Regions from separate parts of the Triticum aestivum genome. Here region 2 is linked to region 1. Evidence: chromatin contacts called from public Hi-C data. All regions are on one chromosome and are shown on one strand. Each heading gives the region's core, a stretch centred on a gene start, on an enhancer-like site or on the middle of the called end of the contact. The rest is flanking DNA. Distances are from core to core; before and after follow the strand shown. Region 1 holds the start of LOC123147468 (cysteine-rich and transmembrane domain-containing protein WIH1). Region 2 has its middle 9.0 kb from the start of LOC123148071.

Region 1 (7,521 bases), core at 3,534-6,033:
GGTCACCGCGTCCTCGGTCGCGACCGCGCCCATGCCCGCGTCCACGGTCACCGCCGTCACCAGAGCGGTCACCGCGCCCGCGGCCAAAGGAGGGGGCCGACGGAGGGGTGGCGTCCAGGGCGCGATCAGAGAGGCGATCGCCGTGGCCGCGACCACCTGAGGGGCCAGCCGAGGAGCCAGCGCTGGAAGAGCTGCCTCCCGCCATGGCGAACGCAGAGGCGCCTTCCTCAGTCGCGCGCTGCGCCTGCGACTCCTTCGCGACAACAACGCGGGAGAGCACGGTGTCGAAGGGGAGGCCCTGGTTACCGAGGACGATGCGGATGGTGTCGAGCTGCTTGTCGAGGCCATGAAGAAATTGGGTGGTGAGATCCACCTCGGTGACGGTACGATCAATATCGGCGAGGGCGTCGGTGAGGAGCTTCAGACGGCATGCGTACTCGAACACAGAGAGATCATCCTGTTTGAGGTTCGGTGTTGACGGTTGAGGATCATGAAGCGAGCATCGCGATTGGCGAGAAAGAAGTCTTTGATCTTGTGCCATAGGGCGTAGGTGGTGGTGGTGCCGACCACATGGTCGCACATGGTGTCCGAGAGGGTGGCATAGATCCACAGGAAGATGTGGGCGTCGAGCTCAAGATATTGCGCCGGAGCATTGGGAGGGGGGATGGTCGAGAAGGTAGGAGACGCCGTAGCGAACGAGAACCATCAGAAAGAAAGTTTTCCACTTATGGTAGTTGTGATCCGCGGGGTTGAGGAAAAACTTGATGTGGTTCGTGATGTGGTCGTGGAAGATAGGATGGGTCGGGGAGGAGGCCGGCGGTGGCGCGGGAGAAGAGTCGGCGGTGGTGAAGAGAGGGGCAAACTGGGATGCCGTGGCAGGTGAGGAGCCGCTGAAGAGGGCTGGGGTGGTGCCGAAGACGAAGGGGGGAGTGGTGCCGGCAAGAGGCGCCGAGGAGGAGGAGAGGGAGCCCGGCGACGTGGTGGAGCTCGTGGCGGCGGCGGAGGGAGAGGAGGAGAGATCGTCCGGAGCCATGAGGAAACCCTAGCGACTGATACCAAGTTGGAAACTGTGTTATGATTTTCTTGAGTGTTTCTGGTACAATCAGTGTTTACATAGAGAGGGAGAGAATGTTCCGGAGAGTTAGGCACGCAGGCCATGCGGGAATGAGCTCAGATCCTACAATCTAGGATCTTGTAGGATCGGTACACCGAAAGAGTACAACGTTACATAATGTACAAAATATACAACTCAACACCGAGAACCTAGTTGGTAGGCCATCACCAATATGTAACCTTCCCCTATTGAAAAAAGCAACCTTAGTTTTTATCAAACCCTTGCAGAAGGGTGAATCAAACGGTTAAGCAGTGACTTGAGACAACATCTTTGAGTGCCAATATTTATTACACAATAACTGTATCCACACTCCATCGTCCCACCGAAGCGAGCTCGGTTATGGCTCCATCAGCAATCATGTATAAATTGAAGAGGTGAAGCGACTGTTGCACAGTGATATTACTAACCATCTTTATATATTAACATAATCAATGTACAAGAGATCGGGCCACATCACCATGACATACTACACAGAAATGGTGCTGAGCAACCAACAAATAGCACTGCTCACAAAAGTGTAACCAACCAAGCGAAAAAGGAAAACAAACAATTACTAGATGACATCCGGACTCCACATCAACCGTGATGAACAGCAGGTGCAGTCGTTAGGCCACGTAGCCTAACCGAGCACGATGGATGAAATTGACTTGATCAGAAGCAGGCGTCGAGGAGGCAGCAGCAGCACAGAGCGGCGCAGCTGCAACAAGAGAAGAAGCAGACAAACATGATTAAGCATCACCATGAACAAGGCCATGCACGGGAAGGATGCATGCGCAGACAGGACTCAGAAGGGACGAACAAGACTTACCAGCCTCTCCAGAAGCCGCCGCCGTGGTGGTGTCCATGGCCGCCGCGGCTCGTGGTGGTGTCGGCGCCGGCGGCGGCAGGATACTGCTGGTCCTTCTGCGGGTAGCCGGCCGGCGGCGGCGGCGCTACGTAGGCCTGCTGCTGCTGCTGGCCCGGCGGAGGGTAGGCCGTGGCGGTGGCGCCCTGCTGGTAGCTCATGATGGAATTACTGATGTGTCTTCCTGAAGCGATCAAGAACCTAGAGGAGGATGGAGAAAAGAGGCTTTGCTGCTATGAAGATGAAGGGAATGGATAGGATTAGGAAGAGTGCATCGCCGAGCGTCTGTATTTGTAGGAGCTGCACAGACACGGTTGCTTACCCGCGTCGGTCGACTTGGGGGGGAGAAGAGAAAGCGAAAGGAGACAGCTGAACTGCCCTGCCTGCCATGCCACCGTGCCACGGACGACGCGCTCTCAGGTGTTGCGCTTGCATGCCGCCTCGGGCGTGCTCATGGTTCCGTTGGACGGCGGGGGCCTCGTGCGTGGTTGACCGCCATTGGTCCAACTGGGAGGTCCCGGCTGGTGCACCACACCAAGCAGAGAGGAGCCTAGAGCAGAAATCCAAGACGCCACGGCGTCGTCTCTGCTAATCATTAATCAGCGCGTGTAATTATGCCGGCGGCTCAACCGTGTTGGACTATGCGTACTCCTCCGTCGTGGCGTGCACCGATTCGTCCATCCGTGGCATCTCCTCTGCTCTGGATGCAGTTGACCCGCTACGGATCCGCTATTTGATTTGATCCAGCACACCGGCCTTCGTCGACGACGAAGGTTCGCCGCTGATAAGCACAGCCAGGAAGGAAGGAAGGAAAGACGGAACCGTCACCTGCAGCCACCGGCCCACGAGAGCGACGCCGCGCCATCGCCGCGTGGATTTCTTCCCTTTAGTTTAAGCAACAATCCGTCAACCAGTCTCCGTCTGACTGTCTCAGGCAAGACGACGCGTCTAAGAGCATCTCCAACAGCCGCCCTAAACAGGAGCCGCATCGCAAAATCGTCCGTTTTAGCGCACGCGCAACCCGGTGGATGGCTCCAGCGGGCGCCCAATAGCCGCGCGCGCGGTATAAGAAGTTGGGCGCGCGCGTGGAAGCGGTACCTCGCGCGGTGTATTTGCGGCGCCCGCTTCCGCGCGCGGCACACTCGACGCTCGCGCTGCGCACTCTTCTTCTCCCCCTCCAAAGCCCCGCGCGCGCCGGCGCCGGCAACCCGCACCCATGGACGCACGCACCGGCACCCCGCTCACCCCGTCCTATAGCCGTGACCCCGCCGCCGCCGCCGCCACAAACCCTAGCCCGGATGGCGTTGGCCTCGCCGCCGCCAGAGCTCCTCCGACGAGCGGCCTCGCGCGCGGCCTCTTCATGCCGCCGCGGATGACCTCGGTGGCGGGTGGCGTCGCGCCGGCGCCGGCCCGAGCCGCCGCCCCCTCCTCCTCAAAGCTCCCCAATGCGGCGCGGCTAAAGAAGGGCAAGACATCGGCGAAGAAAAACAAGGCGGCGGACGGCTTCGGCACCTCCAAGGCGAAGAGGAAGAAGCTTGCGGGGCGTGCGACGGGCGCGGCGGCTGCCGAAGCGCCGGCAAGCTCGCTCGTTGAGCCGGCGGCCGGCGCGCACAACATGTTCGACGAAATGCCTCCAAGGATGATGCATCAAGTGATGACGGCAAGAGAAGCCCTACACCCGACTCGGTTTTTTACTCGAAGCCAAAGCGACCGGATGGGTGCAAGAAAGACCAAACCCAAAAGAAGAAGAAGAAAGGAGATGATGAGCTCAAACATGCTATGGAAGCTATTGTGAAGACAAAAAAAGAAGCCAACGAGGTGAGGAAAATGGCAAGGACCCAAGATGCCGCGACCGAGGAGAGGAGGTTGGCGGCCGAGGAGAGGAGGGTGGCGGCCGAGGAGAGGAAGGTGAGCAATGAGGAGCGAACTAGGTTGTTGGAATGGGAGAAGCACTTGTTCTTCTTGGACACAACTAACCTCAATGCGGTGCAAAAGGAGTATGTCAATCTTGCCCAACAAGAAGTCTTGATCCGAAAAAGAGCCATGGTTCGTGCAATGGGTGGCGGTGGCCTCGGCGCCATGGATGTCATGGGTGGCTTCGAAGGTACCGTGGGCGGTTTAGGTGCAATGGGAGGCATGGCTGGCTTTGGAGCACCCCCCGACGCTATGACCACGATGGGAGGCATGAGTTTTGTTTCTCTCATGGGAGGCATGGGTGCACCTCCGGCCGCTATGGGAGGAATGTCTTTCGATGAGCCTCCTCACACACATTCCCATGAAGATGCCGTTGAAGATCTTGCCAACACCGTCGGAGTTTCACGTGATGCGGTGCGCGAGAGGGAGGAAGATTCATCTTCGGAGGCGGAAGAATCGTCTTCCAAAGATGAGGATGAGGACGAGGACGAGGACGAGGACGAGGAATGATGTGTCTTTCCTTTGTGTATTGAACTTAATTTGCATTTTGAACTTGGTTGGATGAACTTGTGGGCATGATTTTAAACTTGTGGGCATGAACTTCATCAACTTGTTTGTGTGAAATTTTTATTGTGTTAAAAATGTTCATCATTGTGTTGAAAATGCCATATGCAATGCATCGATGGATCGCGCGCGGTGCATTTTGACGCGCTGCTGGAGCGACGCGCGCGCTGCATTTTAGCGCAGCCGTTGAAACCACCGCTGCCGGCCGCGCCAAACCAGGTGAACGGCGCACGGCAAATGTCATTTTTAGATGCGGCGCGTTGCGCGGCTGTTGAAGATGCTCTAAGCAAACTGACCGGATATAAGTAGACGCTCGACGATGCTGTTTCCACTCCATCCCGTTCTGTCCAGACGTCCAGTCCTAGCCGATTCGTCTTCCTCCTCTTTGGTTCTTGATTGACATACATTAACAGCGTCAGAACTCAGAGGAACAGAGCATTGTTTCTGCAGAGTTTTTGCTAGCCCTTCCCGCAACTCGATCATGAGCTACCAGCAGGGTAAGTGCCAATTCCTTTTTCTCTGGAGGGGCATCGATCTTTCGATCGTTGAATCCTGAGTAATCTTTTGCTTCTTCTGGTTACGCAGGCTACCCGCCGCCGGGCACCGCAGCAGCGTACCCTCCGCCGGGCCAGCAGCAGGCCTACGTCGCGCCGCCGCCGGCTGCGTACCAGCAGGGCCAGCAGTACCCTCCGGCCGGCGGCGACACCACCAGCCGCGGCGAGCACGGCCACGGCGGCGATGGGTTCTTGAAAGGATGGTGATTTTTCTCCCATGTTCCGAGTTCTCACTTGTCTCCGTAGCCTCATTTGTAACGACCTGATGATGATCGTCTGCTTCTTCTGTTGTCGCAGCTGCGCGGCGCTCTGCTGCTGCTGCCTCCTCGACGCCTGCTTCTGATCCACTTCGTCCGGTGTTGTTCGACCGTCATGACTCATGATCAGGCGCGGCGGCATATAGAGCTCGTCATGATCGAGTTTGAGTACTAGTCCCGGAGCACGACTTTCTTGTGTGATCGTGTGCGTTGTTTTGTTTCCATTCGTATGATTTAGATAGATAGACCTGTGAGATTGATCCGGCTAGTGGCCTCGTTGAATGCATATTCTCTTGGTGTTGTTTACCTTGTTGGCAGTGATGATCGAATTATTTGTTGGTCTTTATAGTGAAATAATCTGACAATAACTGCATTTGAACTTTACTCCGGTACACACCCACTAGAAAAGTTTACAGATTTTGATGCGGATTAAAGGTGAAGATTATAAGTTACCGATTTAATAAAAAAGGGTAATACAGTCTTTTGTATTCAAACCAAACTATTCAATAAGTTTGATCCACAGGCTAATATGGCGATAGCCTTTTTAAGTAACTTCAAGAATCATGTAGACTTCTAAAGGGGGGAGGGAGGGTTGTACGGAAGCAAAACTCGATCGGAATTACATGAAATTACTCTCGCGGCAACAAGGATACTAATGTTTAGCCCCTGTGGTCCCTATAGCATGGCCTCCCTCTTTTCTTGGTATTCACGGTGCTCGGCATTGACGATCCATTTCCAAAAACCTGGTCATTACTCTCGCACCAAATCTCCCACAATGTAAGCATTATAAGAGAAGCTAACCCTTTTCTAGTGTCGCCGTTTCATTTATAACGGAGTGCCACCAATCTTGTACCACGTTGAAGTTGCTCCATTCGTCAATGTTGACATGTTGAAGCCCGAGCCATCTATGAATATCAAGGAAAATGTGTCTTGCGTATCTACACTTGAATAGGAGATGGGCCGCGGTCTCTGGTTCTCTCTTGCATAACTGGCATAGCCCATAATTTGGCCATCCTCTCTGTTGAAGCCAGTCCGCAGTCCATAGACAATCTTCAGTGACAAGCCAAGCAAAATTAACTTATGTTTTGATGGTGCCCAAATTTCTGAGAAGCCGGCTTCAGGAGAGGGGTGCCAGCGTTATTGTTCTAAGGTTGCGCCAGGTAAGCTGAAGGGGTGGCGTGGTCGCCGGAAGCTGTGTTTTTTTTCCAAACAATGATATCCGTGGTATCTCCATTTAGAATGACATACTACAACTCCGACCGAAGATCCATGAACTCAATGATGTGCTGCACCATGATGCCTGAAGTTGTATTAATGTGATCAATCCAAAGCTTTCGCCACCGATTTGCTCTTGCCTTTGGAGATGGCAAAGATGGATGGAGCAATGTGCTTTGGCTTGCGCCCTTGCAGCCAAGGCGAATGCATGCGTCTTGCCATCTTCAATGGTGATCGATGTTAAGTCATAGAAGAGGTTCATACCCGTCTAAATCGAAAGAGTGGCCAATCCCCACGCACGACCGCTCCGGATTTCTCTATGCATGCCACGACCATCATAGCCGCAACACCCTCACAAAATTTTCCATGTATAAATGCCCAACCCTCCCATTGTCGCGGGCCTACAGAAATGGTCCATTTGAATTTGCATTTACCGCTCGTGACCTTGTCCGGGCCTGCCCAAAAAAAGTCTCGCTAAAGCTTGATAATCGAGGACATTGACCCTTTTGAGATGATCAAGGACGTGAGGTGGTATTATGCCTGTGAAGTCATGACCGATCTTATCCATGTGCTTCTTTTGGCCATATTGATTAATTTGCCTTGGCCAGCTGAATATCATCCAGGTCAACGTATGTACATCTGATAGGTGCTACCAAGCTCTTTTCCACATTTGTGACCAGTCTCGTGACATCCCCGAATCTTTGCAAAATGGAAGTACGCATGTCCACGTCCTCCTTTAAGGGGGATATGCCCCCCTCCCTCTCGACCTCTGTAAATCTCCATTTATCGTTTTTGTTAGAAGGGAGAAAGGAATTTGATGGAATAGTTGTTGTATTGATTGAGCCTCGTAGGCCTATAGGAGTACAATGATCTATTTGAAGTACAAGACAAGTCAGAACAAATCCTAGTTTATCTCGTCTTTCATAATAATCACGATACTCAACATCCCCTCGCAGTCATAACGGTAGCGACGCAGACAGTGAGACTGGAGAAGAATTCGAAGGCAAGCCGACGGACACACACCCCCACAGTCGTAACGGTCGATGCATCGCGGAGTCG
Region 2 (7,521 bases), core at 3,181-5,680, 480 kb before region 1:
ATCCCAAAGGGGGCGCCGGCATTGCCCTTTAGATGCAAGACAAAACCTAGCACTAGTTCCTCCCGGCTCTGTCCTACTAGCAGATTAGGAAGTAGCAGCAGCATCATTGTGGCTGGGCGGCCACCTGCAATCAATCAGCCGGGGTAGAAGAAAAAGACCAGAAAACAGTTGAAAGGACAGGAGATCTTTCTTAGGCTCGGTTGCTTACAGCTATAAAACCTCTCTGCTGCAAAGACGGAGATTTTGTGTTCTGCGAGGAATATTGCATGGCAGTTTCCTTTAAAAGGGTGGCGGGAAAAGTGGAGCCATGGGTGGAAGGCAAAATATTCACCATATATTCTCGTAGATCATGGCAGCACGACACTGAGAGGGATGATGAAATTCACAGTTTCACACATAGTTACAGAACACCGAATGCACATCGCGTAAGATTCTTTTGTCATCTCCCGGCGAAATAAAAACCGTCTGCTATCGGATCGCATGCATGATCATATTGCTTTTCCCTAGGCGTGAACTTAGATTTCTAAGCGCATTTATAAAGTGAACTCATTATAGAAAATCCCTCAGAATAATTATAGTTCGATGAGCCGAAAAAATATCTCAAAAAATATCAGAAGTTAGAAGGGACCTCCGAAAGCTGATTCCATACAGCTCTGGGCTCACCTGTCATTTTTTTTGTTTGAAATCGTAAAACCGTAGAACAGTTGGTCTACAGTAATTTTCTCGTTAATTATAAATAAGTACAATATTTACAAAAACCAGAAATAAAATACACTCATATCAGAACTATCCAATACCTGCTCTAGGGATCATGAGTGATTGATCTGAAACTCCTCGATGCCTGCATCATAGATGTGCACCAATCCATTCCTTCACAATGCTCAAATACTTTTCTTTGATTCTGCGCTGCAGTAATATAAGATCTTTGAGAGCTCTCCTGTCAGTTCATGTTCACACACTATATAAAGAGATACTCCCTCTGTATACAAATGTAGGGCGTTTTTTGCAGTTTAAATTAAATGCAAAAACGTCTTACATTTGTGTACAAGGGGAGTCTTTTTCTAGTAAACTTTGTTACTAAGAATTTACAATTTTGTATCCAACTATTGTGTGTGAAATAGGTGATTTGGATAAGAGAGTTATCTTAAGACTTCTTGAACCAAGGTGGAGACGTGATTCAAACTCATAAGAATTTTGCTTCTGTAACAGAAAAAAATTATGGAGCAATTAGCCTAATCATCTCCTAATCCTAAATCTTCAATTTGTTTCTATCCATTCCGTTCAAACGCACCGACCAAATGGAAACTAATTAACATCTTCACTAAATCCTTTAGTGCTGATGTGAACTCTCTTCTTGTTCAGTTAAACCATCTATTTTTTGCCATTACATTAGAATTCACACATGCACCGATGTACGAGCCCAATTATGAATTTGATCAGTCTTACATTGATTTGACAACAAAGCTGGTTGCGAGGGATAATCTGGTATAGCCCCAGTTTTCAATTAATAAAGGCGAGTTTAAGTCTTCATGATTATGTATTTATTATTTGCACCAAAAGTCATAAACTTTGCTAAGAAGATGTGCCGAAGAACACCACATGACACGATAATTTAACAAGCTAAACTAATCAGTAATTGAATAATCATCGGTAACTCCATGGACGGAGCTAGTTAAGTACATGGGTGTACAGATGTACACCAATTATTATTGGAACAAGAGCTTAAAACTAATAGCTCATCTTTAATAAATTAGTAGAGAACACTAAGTTTTAATCTATGTACATCTAATTGAATTTTTTTGCCTCCACCAAACGGGTAACTTTGTTTTGTTAATTTTACAAAATTGTGGGGACATGTAAAATTGTATTTAACATTAAACTCCCGATGATAAGGCTCCCCTAAAAAAAGGTTGTAAGTGATAAGGTTGATTATTTGCACTATCACCACCAAGACAAATTAATTCTAGCAAAGCATCAAGAATATGGTCATGAACATGATAGGCAGAAAGGAAGCGGCCTACCAGGAGAGGACTCCAGATGGTCAATCCAATTATCTACCCCTAGCCAGTAGCCAGTATTTCTATATGTGAACTGGTAATCTCTAAAAGGGCATGTGGGAATAGAACCGTATGCAACTATTCGCTCCATTTACAGGCTTCCCCCCAAAAGTGGGATATTGCAAGATTATATTCTCCTTTGTATGGACAATGTGGGCACAAGATCTACGGTTTCTCCACAGTTCTGACTCTAGTTGAGTACAACTATATTAGCGCAATGGGGACCTCTTAAGCAGGAATGCCCACACTAAGGGGGCAGGGCAATATTGTGTGCATTGCATAGAGTAGTAGCTTTAATTTTCGGTTCCACGGGCTTCTTAAATGTTCGAATTAGCCATGCTGCAAATAGGCACTGAAGCTACCCCCCATTGTGCTAAAAAACACTTATATAGGCTTGGTGTAATTAAGCTTCCATTTAAAATGATTTCGCTTTTGATGATTCAGACATTAACATGCCCACCACAACGTTTTTTAAGTTTTAAATTTTCTTTTGCTTTGATCGTACAAATGTTATTAAAACTTAAAAGATGGGTTGGGAGGACGTGGAGTAAACAAATCAAATGAATATTCATCATATTTTTGGAATCGACAACTTCTATTTGATAGCTAAAATCTTATGGAGATGGTTTTTCTTCTTTAAACAATGAGCTAAAAACTTGTCATGATTCATCGATTTAGAGAGTGACTCTTTATAGTCGTCGCAAAAAAAAAGTGTTTTATTTTTGAAGCTAGTCATTTAGAAACAAATTGTTGTTTGATCGGTGCTCTGTTCTTTTCTTTCCTCAAGTGTCCAGAAACTTCCACATATGTATAACGTGGAAGCCCATCATCCGAAACTTTATCAAGTAGGTGTGGGAACAACAAAATACTGATATTCGAATCACGACCAGCAACTTTACAAGTTGCCTGCAACAAGGATATGAATGCATCAGGTATATGGTCGCCGTTACTTTACAAGTAGTTTGCACGTTGCATTTGCCATATCTTAAATATATTCGTACGTATATGTTGGCACGTGCATGATGGCCCATGATCACGCAGAATCGATACCCTCGGATGTTAAAGGAAAACCCTAATCATTTGGCCGGTGCGATATCGTTCTAGAGCAGGGGTGCATGTGTACGCTAGCGTACGTAAAGCTAGGCTTTGCCTCGTTTTTCGTGGTCGTGTGATCGACGATCACGAGTTCGCGACGCTGGCTGATCGACTCGTGTTCCCCCGGCCGGCCGGCCGGCGACATGCACATGCATGCATGGTGCACGGTGAGGTCAGGCGTGGTGAGGTGGGGTGGGGACGTACGTACGTGAGCTCCGCCGACGCGTGCTGCGCGGGTGCATGCATGCATGCATGTGCAATCACGCGGCTCCAAAGAAAGAATCCAGAGTTAGGCGGGTGACGACTCGTTGCACCCGGGGTGAAGGAGGGCATAAGACTGGACACAGTGGAAGTAACATCATTAGTAACATCACACTTTTTAAGATAATTTTGCTTATGTGGCACATATTTAATGATGAGAGAAGTGATGATGGTAACTTAGCTAGTTACTGTAACATCACACATACCAAGACAATATGAGTCTATAGACTAATAACTAATGAATGAACCATAACATAACAACACATATATGTTACTACCCAATGTGGAGGTAGTAACATAGCCTAGTAAAATGTGATGTTACTAGTCTAAGTTACTTTTCATTGTGACTAGTCTAAGCCGCAGATTAGCATGCCTAACCGACTAACTTTGATTACATTACTTAATTAACAAACCAGCAGGATATGTGCATGCATGATCAACCCGCGAAAGGCGAATCCGTCGAGTGCGTGCGTGCTTTCTGCCGCAGTGTCGGCCATGGCTCGCACGCCCGAATCTCGACCGAGCTAGCCGAGGAGTCGACTCGATCGACCGGGTCAAGTCCTGCGTGATCTCCGAACCGAAAGGCGTCGGAGCAACTAACTCCCTATCCGACCGACCGCCCAGCCGGCCGGACCAGCTGGACACCGAGCGCACCGCACCACGCATGCGCGCACGTGCAGCACTTATAGGCAACTTCCTCACACGATCACAAGAGACTTGACCAGCCCAGTCACTGCTCACTCGTGTGGTCAAGCTGCGTACGTACGTAGAGCTCGAACACCTTGACCCACTCTCCGTGGAAGTGCATCCACGACCTACGGTTAACCTACATGTTAGCCGTTCAGCTAGCCGGGATAATGGATAACCGGATAAGAAGAAAGCCTGCAGGGACAACACGTGTCACGTACGCTCGCCGCGCAGTGCACGCTCCGGTCACGACCTGTGCTACAGTCTACGGTACGTACGTACTACGTGCGCTCGCGTGCAGTCAAGAGGGATTTCGACAGCGCTCTCCCAGTCACGCACGCGTGTTTTAGCCGTCCACGGCTCTCGCCAAATCGACCGGCCGGTCGAGGCACGTACGTACATGGGCGCCGCGTGGCAGGCTCACGCAGCCCTTGCCTGCATCCGGCGGACGAATGCAATTTCGTATCCTACCGGCCAGCAGTCGGCGTGGAGGTTCCGGTCAAAACTCTGAGCACGAGCGACCTTGATAACTTGGCTTCATCGATGACACCTTGCAGACCATATATCCACACGTAAAAAGGCTCGTACGCGCACGATGCATAGATTGCTCCTGTCCATGAGAAAACATGGCTCGTACGCGAACGAATGCAATTTCGGGGACATCGACTGGTGCATGAACCCCTACACCATCGGTGCATGCATGCATGCATGACCACCTACGCAAAAATGATAATATTGCCCTGAAAAGCGCTCTGCCCATGGCATTCGTGGGTTTCTACGTTTTTTGTTTGTTGAAAAAGAAGGTTCACCACCGGCGTCTGTATCATCCCATGCACATAGACTTTTTTTTTTGCACAAAACATTGTGTGACTGCCTATGTACCAAACCACACTCAACTCACTTACATATATAGGCCTGTTCAGTAGTATTCCCTCCGATAACAAATATATAACATTTTGAATATTTCAGTATGGACTACATATGGACTAATGAGTGAAGAAACACAGTAAAACATGTCTGTATATATTTGATTCTGATTTTTTTTAGAACATCTTATGTTTGTGAAGGCAAGGAGTATTTTTTATAGCCGCTTTAATTCACTAATTACGTATCACTAGATTTCTCTTTTGGCTTGTGGTCCGAGCGAGAGAGGATAGATAAACACATATATAAAACATGAATAAGTCTTTGAGTAGTAGCGAACCAATCTGTAATTGGATCATAGAGGTGAGTGCATGCGTGTATGTATGAGCACTTGTGTCTATACTGTGTTAAAAAAAAGGTCTTTGAGCAGTACACTTAGTTAAAGTTTAGGTAAGTCTTGGCTACTCACTTTTCATGTAAACCCTTTTTTTTTGCGAATTCTTTTCATGTAAACCGTCAAACACCTACCAGTTGCTCGCGATACTCGAGAAGTCAATGACCCCCACCCACCCCTGAAACACCAGGATTTCAGACAGCAAACTGAGGGCATGTTATGCTTACTTAACAACCCCTTGCTCTTAGCCGTCACAGAACGTGGCCTGAAAAGTCAGCTCTTTTAAAGAAAAATAGTGCACGCAATTTCAACTGAGTATAGGCTCACTGACTCAGAATGCAACAATAAGAAATTGGATTCATGGACAAATTGTATTTTTTTTATTTGCGGGTTATGGAAAAATTGTATTGTATTATCTCTTGGAAGAAAAAGTATTTTGTGTGATATTTTACTTTCATATACTTTATAAAACTTCATTCATGCAAACTAGTACTATATAGAAGTGCAATACTCCCCTCTGTCGCATAATACAGGAACGTTTTTTACACTAATGTATTATGAGACGGAGAGAGTTGTATTTACACGTACACGTACACAGGTGCCCAACCTCTCACATGCAAACTTTCCCAGGTTTATTTGTTGCGGCCTTCTTGAGATGCGTTTGGAGATGCAGGCAAAGTCAAAGCTTATTTTATGTACGCATGGCTGCTACGTACTCACGTTCACGGTATTGATCAGCGTAACATGATGCAAAAGTCCTCCCTGACTTTTCGCTCAAACTCGCGGATGGGTGCCGAATGGCTAACACGTGTGCCAGGTGTGACGTTGGTTGATATGAACCGAAGGAGTGAGTTTGTAAATAAAGTTATAGTAATTTCATGCGATGCTTCAAATAATCTTAAACTACGTATATTCGATTCACATAAATGCTACTTCCGCTGTCCCTAATTATTTGTCTTTATAGAGATTTCAACAAGTGACTACATACGGAGCAAAATGAATGAATCTACACTCTAAAATATGTATATATACATCCGTATGTGATAGTCCATTTGAAATCTCTAAAAAGACAAATATTTAGAAACGGAGGGAGTAGAACGTATTGTGTTTGGGAGTAGTATATATGTCGTCCATCTCCGTTTAACCACACGCATTAATACAATGGTAATACTGCCATATTTGTATGCAGTATAGTGTTGGATGTAACATGATCAGAGAGCAACATGGCGATGCACAACGAATCTTGTCATGATCATCACATCACATGCATGTCCATCACACTGATTCTCCGGTCTCAAACCCAAATCCACTTCGACGGCAGTACGCGGCAAACATGCATGAAGGGCGTACGCCTTGAAAACAACAGCGGGATTTGTTCCAGGAAGCGCCACAGCTCCTCGAAAGCTCAAGGCACCGTTGGTTTCCTAACACGTATGTACGCACGCATGTACACTGAGGGGGAAGCAGCTGTTCACTCTTGAAGTTTCTTGTACGAGCAGAAATGGACAGTGGGTCAAATCCTTTACGGCCTCGTGAAGGTTCTAATTAAGGTCTGGACCATGGTGCGACGACGCTAGTGTTTTTTCCATGTATATATAAATTATAATCATTTTCTTTTAGTTGGATGTATATCCCTCTCTGGGCACATGCATGTATGGGTGGGGAGGAGAAAATGGCCCGTGACTGTGGGAACCTTGTTCCATGTAAAAAGTTGGCACCATCTTAACCCATGCCTACGACTATGGGGCAGTGCATCTCAGATAAGGTCCTTCCGTGCTGGGCCCACGTGTTGATACGTATGTTGCACATTCACGCGGCGAACTTCTTGTGTTAGAAAGACACACGAAGCTGAACCTGCGTGCATGAGGACGCAGTTCATAGCCTCCCTTAGGTCCAGCTAGGTTCGTGCAGGCAGTTCTTGGTCTGTTTAGTTGCGTGGGTGGCATCAAAAAATGGACTCGCGTGAAACCTAAAGTACATCTTGGCCTGCATCCAGAGGAACGGCCGAATCGGCCTTTTTTCAAAGCCAGGCCCGAGCGATGCAACCTGAGGCATGTGGGCATTGACGATTACATGCGTGGATGCTGTCTCAAGACGTCGTGTTGTTTCCTGAAGCCACGTCATAAATTACCCTCACCTTCCTTTCCGCACCGTTCTCTCTCC

Evidence for each region. Hi-C and Micro-C count contacts between places; a contact is called where the count stands out from the background.
Region 2: a contact with region 1 is called in a Hi-C map of leaf, with 4 times the contacts expected there. The contact joins the enhancer-like site here to the promoter of LOC123147468 in region 1. A contact is called at or near these places in 4 of 5 Hi-C or Micro-C datasets (leaf and root).

Annotation. Positions count from the first base shown.
Region 1 is chr7A:542,811,415-542,818,935 of IWGSC CS RefSeq v2.1, reverse strand. LOC123147468 (cysteine-rich and transmembrane domain-containing protein WIH1) reads left to right here and starts at 4,783. Exons shown (of 3, transcript XM_044566720.1): 1 at 4,783-4,933; 2 at 5,022-5,193; 3 at 5,288-5,632. The coding sequence starts at 4,918. The coding sequence ends at 5,333. LOC123151839 (cysteine-rich and transmembrane domain-containing protein B) reads right to left here and starts at 2,443. Exons shown (of 2, transcript XM_044571482.1): 1 at 1,923-2,443; 2 at 1,490-1,811. The coding sequence starts at 2,119. The coding sequence ends at 1,766.
Region 2 is chr7A:543,289,735-543,297,255 of IWGSC CS RefSeq v2.1, reverse strand. No RefSeq gene overlaps it. Among protein-coding and RNA genes, the nearest start is that of LOC123148071, 9.0 kb to the left of the region's middle. Within about 2 kb of position 4,430, at least 1 of the 8 cell types and tissues checked has an H3K27ac peak or open chromatin away from gene starts, as enhancers often do. A contact at or near this core is called in leaf, where this site is marked.